Linked DNA regions of Capsicum annuum: region 2 is linked to region 1. Evidence: chromatin contacts called from public Hi-C data. All regions are on one chromosome and are shown on one strand. The core of a region is the stretch at or near the end of the contact, and the rest is flanking DNA. Distances in the headings are between cores, read along the strand shown. Region 1 has its middle 160 kb from the start of LOC124897986. Region 2 has its middle 46 kb from the start of LOC107869683.

Evidence for each region. Hi-C and Micro-C count contacts between places; a contact is called where the count stands out from the background.
Region 2: a Hi-C map of placenta shows a contact between it and region 1, with 3 times the contacts expected there. The contact joins two enhancer-like sites. A contact is called at or near these places in 2 of 5 Hi-C or Micro-C datasets (leaf and placenta).

What each region holds. Positions count from the first base shown.
Region 1 is chr4:132,465,112-132,468,214 of UCD10Xv1.1, forward strand. No RefSeq gene overlaps it. Among protein-coding and RNA genes, the nearest start is that of LOC124897986, 160 kb to the left of the region's middle. Within about 2 kb of position 1,585, at least 3 of the 5 cell types and tissues checked have an H3K27ac peak or open chromatin away from gene starts, as enhancers often do.
Region 2 is chr4:132,617,968-132,621,005 of UCD10Xv1.1, forward strand. No RefSeq gene overlaps it. Among protein-coding and RNA genes, the nearest start is that of LOC107869683, 46 kb to the right of the region's middle. Within about 2 kb of position 1,649, at least 3 of the 5 cell types and tissues checked have an H3K27ac peak or open chromatin away from gene starts, as enhancers often do.

The DNA of each region.
Region 1 (3,103 bases), core at 335-2,834:
CACAAGACTATAACATTAATATAATGTGTGACTTTCTTGAATTGATGTTTAACCAATATCGACTTTTTTTGAACTATATGATTTTTATTTTGTGTCGATATCATGTCTAAAGTAATTTGAGCTTTGACTATCGCTATTGAAATATTTTAAACTATATTTTTTAAAAAAACTATTCAAATATGTAGTTTAAATTTGTATAAACATAAAAATTAATATAGTTCCTTAATTAGAAGTCATATATATTAATAAAAATATAAATAATGGTTTCTAAGTTATCAAATCGGCGTAACATAGTGACGCAAGACTACAATATCAATGTGTGACTCTCTTAGGTTATTGTTAATCAAAGTCGACACGCTTATGAACTATATGATTTTTATAACTTGTCAATGTCTACCACGTCTAAAGTGATTTAAGTTTTTATTATTTTTATTAAAATATTGTCATATTATATTAAAAATTATTTAACTATGCAAACTTTTAATTTTAAAAATCGTAAATATTTTTTATTCTTTTCTTTATGTATTTTTCTTATCATGTATATATAATTTAAGTGTAAGATTAATATAGGGTAATTTTTTTTGCCAACTAAGAAATTTTTTATGCAAAAAGTAAGTGACGGAGAAAAGAAAATTTTTATGCAAAATTTTTAAATGTTATGTTGACTTTTTTCTGCTCTACTTCTAAAAATAGATAGAAAATATTTGAAATGAAAAAAAAATCATTTGAATTACCATGAGAAAAATTATAGCATAATTAAAATTATACAACTGAATTCATAAAAAAATAATTAACTTTTTGTGTTGGAAATTTTGATAATTGCTTATTTTATGTAATACTAAACTACGAATCAGATTTCAACAAAAATAAAAAACTAAAAGTTATTCAAAATATTGATAGGTTTTAAGATATATATCTATATCTCCTATTTATCTATATAAACTAAAGAGATTTAAAATTTAAAATTAAAGATTAAAAAAATAAGAATTATTTATATGATAAAACGTATAATTATAATACTACTTTGGTCACACTGATTTTTGATATATGAGAATATAATTAATTAATTTTATATTATTATTTTTATCCTAGACTATTCTTTTCAAGCAATAAGTACTATGCAATCATATTTATGAAAATTATGTTAAATTGTCCATTCTCATGTATTGGGATAGTTTCCAATGTATTGGGAAAGAGTAATAAAACAAGTAATGAAAGAATTTTAAATTTAAGATGAAAGGGGCAAAAATGTTCAAAAGAAAGCTAATTTACTGTGTGAATAAAATTTATTATTATTATGGCCAAATTTTGTGGCCAAATGAATTTTCCCTTTTCTTTTTGGTAGGAAAAGTCAATTTTTCATTTCTTTTTTCCCGAAAACAATAATTGATTGTGAATCAATAATAGAGGAAGGAAAAGGTTGCTAAAGAGGCTGGAGTGGGATTCATGTGAAAGATAAACTTTTATACTTGAAACTTTACAAAGATTGAAGTGGTTTCCAGGCAATATATACATTAGATTCCAAGACAGTCTTCTCCTTTTTAAATTTAACACTTCTATCTTCTATGTATAATAACTAACTCACCTGTTCAACTCCCGTGGACCAATCTTTTTAAATAAAGAGAAATTGCCTTTCTTTTCCTTCCCTCATTGAGAACTTCTTAATTTGAAAAAAGACCAACACAGAGAATCTTGGAGGGATATGATAAATCATTTCAGCATATACTATTTACAATGTTTGACTGAACGTAGGGGCGTCAAATGAACGAATAGATTGAATTTGAATGAGTTAAAAGAAAATTTGACATTTCATAACAATCATACTCAACGAATAAATTGAATTTGAACGAGTTAAAAGAAAATTTGACATTTCATAACAATCATACTCAACGAATAAATTGAATTTGAATGAGTTAAAAAAAAATTTGACATTTCATAACAATCATACTCAGTAAACAACATAAAATAGCACAAACTTTTTATTATTAGCACAAGATAGCCCATAGACGTTACCAACAAATCACGAGCGCTGTCCACTAAAATAACAAGAAACTAGCTTGAAATTAAGCGAGTGAATGAGATCCCAAAAATATTTTCCGCAATATGTAAAGAAATGCTTAGAAGACACGTGTAAGCCAATTCCCATCATCGTAATCATAATTCACTCTATTCCATCAAGTTCGAACCTAACCAAAGGATCGTTCCTTCTTCCTTCTCTTTCACATTGTTCATGGGCTCCCTCCCACCCCACCTCCATTCCTTTATTGATGCTTGGTTCGAATTTTTACATCTGGTGCAATTGTAATTTATTCATTTGGGTAATAATCCGTTTAAATATAAATTTTGGAGATTCTTGGAGAATGATTTGAAGTAGGTTGGAGCTGATATTCAGATAAAAACTTGAGGTTCGAAACGACATCATCTACCATGCATATACCTTATATATTCCTTGTGTATTCATGTATATCTTCCACATATATCAATGTATTTCTTGTATATCAGTATATTGGTGTATATATATGAATAAATTTGTGTGATATAACCGAATATACACTACATTTTCGTTATGAGTTTTTCCATGTCGAATTTAGCTATATTTTAAGTCCAAAGATGTACAAATCACCCAATATATCCTTAGGAGTTTTTTTATGCCACATTGTCTAGGTTTGCTATGAATTCCAACCATATTGACTCAACAAAATACTAACAATAATCGTCTAATGGAGAAAAATTTATGGAGATGCATGGAATGTAAAGATGTACATGTGGCATACATTAGAGTGATTAAGGATATATAAAATGGAGTCAAGACATAAGAGAGGAAACTCTGAACACTTTCAAGTCAATATAAGGTTGCATCAGGGATAAACTCATAGTCCACCTTATATGCATTGGTGAAAGATGAATAAACAAGGCATATTTAATAGAAGGTTTCATGGTGTATGTTATTTGCATATGATATCATATTAATTGACGACACATGGTGAAGTTAACGGTAGGCTGAAAGTTTGGAGATTGATCTTTGATTTTAGATCTTTCAGGTTAAGCAGGACTAAGATAAAGTACATAGAATGCAAGTTATGTGATGCAATGCATGAGACAG
Region 2 (3,038 bases), core at 399-2,898, 150 kb after region 1:
AATAATATTATTTACGTACTTCAGGCCTGATAAATAAATGAATTGTATTAAACATATCAATTGAACTTGGTGCTATTATAGCGATAAATTTCAATAGGGGGGGTCACTTTTTCTTATTTGCAGTAGCCCGTAGGAAATTTATTAGTAAATTTTAAAAATTAACTTAAATAAATTAAATCTCAAATTCTATATTGGAAGAAGAGTGTAAAGAGACAAAGTAAAAATATTTGTACTTACAATCCATTTAAAACTTAAGTAACAAAATGAAAATTTTTATTAAAAAGGGAATAACTTAGACAACTAAGAATTATAATACATATAATTTTATTTATACCGAGAATATTGTCGTGTAAATCATACTTATTCTCTAACGTTATTTTTATCTGCATAAAATATTTTAATGATTCAATTTTCACGTAAAATGACTGTGCATCGCGCGGGAGCATATATATATATATATATATATATAATATTAGTATTTTTTTAAACCAAATATTCACGCTTTTTTTTTTCATTTAAAAAAAACGTCACGTCAGCACTAGGGTTGAAATTAATTCACTTTAAAGATGTAAGGGAATAAATAAATAAAAGTTTAGTTTAAGTGCTAAAATAAGTTGCGCGGACAAGTTCACGAGTTTTTTTGATGCTTTCTCTCTAATTTTTACATCATCAAACTTTCTTCACATAGCTTAATCTGAGATAGAAAAGTTGTTTTAATAAATTTTAATCTGATAATTATTATTGAATTTAAGATATATATTTTAATAAACACAATTTTTTCAAAAAATACATTGTATGCATAGATAATTTTCACATCATCAAACTATCTTCACACAGCTTATTACATGTAATCTATCTTATATTATATTGGTATAGTTTTTAATGTACCGTTTGACTAGCCTGTGATTTGCGAGGCACACAGACTACAAGATCAAAGTACTAGGATCAACTCAAATGGCTGTTAATTATCATAGCTAAAAATGTAATTCACTGGAAATTCTCGCTTTAGTTTTTTTTTTGGTTTCTCATCCGATGTTTGGTGTCCGTATTGGATCCCCGACTAATTCAGATCACGCGTTGTAGGATCCATTAAGGTGACAGCGCTCTCAATAAAGTTTTCTCCATACCCAGGGTTAAACCCTCAACCTCTGGTTAAGGGTGGAGTAACCCCATGTCCCCATCCACTGCACCACAAACCATGTTGGTAATTCTCGCTTTAGTTGGTTGTGCATGTAATTGGGTTTTCTTTTTTACTTTTCGTTTTGTTCCATTTGAAGATTAAAATACAGAGAAAGGGTAAAATATCGACGTGAAGTTTCTTTGATGGTAAAAAAAAATATTCCAGCTGCCAAAACCTATTTTTCTTACCAAATTAAAAAAAGAAAAGAAAAAGATGTATGACAAATCCTAGATTTGGAACTATTTTAATTGTCTAAACACCGATTTATTATTTATATTTATGACGTTGGAATCAGATTATTCACACCTAAATTAATTTTACAAGATACTTGCTAGTTGTCAGAGGCGGATTACTCTTATATTTAAACGAGAATCACCGAATTTGGTCCTCCTCACAGCCTCATAAGTCTAATGATATTGTTATTGTGTATTGCCTTTTTTGTCTTGGTCTTTGCAAATTATAGGAAAGGTTTTCATTTTTGTTTTATTGATATTGCTTCTTAGTTCTCCCTCCCACCCTTACCCCCACCCTCCACGCTCACCCTCTTTGATTTTTGTTGTTGTTGTTAAATAAGAAATGATTAGTAATATTACTGTAATATATTTTAATATTTGAAATAGTATAATTTTTTAAGACTTTTTTCACTTTAGTGCATTTCATATTATACAGTGTTTTAAGACTTCTTTTTCTTCACTTTGTTGCGGTTCATATTATCTAATGTTTTTAGTTTTGATATATTCTATTCGTTTTAAAATAGTTAGCATGCAATATAAATTTTGCAGAATTTTAAAAAAAAAAATAATAAAGAATGTAAATTGATTAATATGACTTTATTATCTATTTTAAAATAGTTGGATGTAGTATAAATTTTGCACAACTTTTAAGAAAAAATTAATAAGGGATGTAAATTGACTAATGTGACTATTATCTACTCTTCGATTTTACTTGTCACATTTTTAGTTGAGACACTTATTAAGAAAATGAAAAATGGCCTAAAATATCTTTCAATTATATAAAATGGTACAAAAACGCACTTTGTCTACCTATTGAGCCTAAAATACCCTTTTCACCTATCTATTAGGCCTAAAATACCCTTCTCATCTACCTATTGGACCTATTTTGCCCTTTTATTTAAGTAAATTATATGAAATAGTCATCCTTAAAATTTAATTACATAAATAATAGTATGTTTTTAATATTACAAAAATAATTATTTTTTTTTTACATATATAGCCATTTAAAAAAAATTAGAAAAGATAATTATAATTCTCAATTTTACACTATAACTAATTTTCAATTCACCTTAATTGAAAAGATATATTTTCAATCTTCAAATTAAAAGTGGAAAAGATAATCCGTGCTTTCAAATCTTTCTCTCTCTTATATTCAAAATTCAAATATTTTTAAATAAATTAAGTATTTCATTATTTGCTCGTGTATGTTTCGTTTTGTTTTCATGTATGTTATCATCGAATATTATTTCATTATCGTGTATTTTAAATTTAATGTAATGGGTTAATCATAATTTTTTATGTATAAATATTTATGGAATAAAGTCATTATGTTGGAAGTACAGATGTACCATGTATTTTTGTTGTATAAATAAAATTTATGTCAAAATTAGATTATTATTATTATATTTTTGATATAATTTATAGGATAAATATTCATGGTATATCTCATTATGTCGGAAGTACTTTTCTTGTTAAAAAAATATTTATTAAATATAAATATACATTTTCAGTATTACATGATATACATTTTTTATATCTAAAATATACCATGTATGTTTATAGTATAAATATAATTTATATGATATAAATATAATTTGTATGGTATAAATATACCATGTATTTTT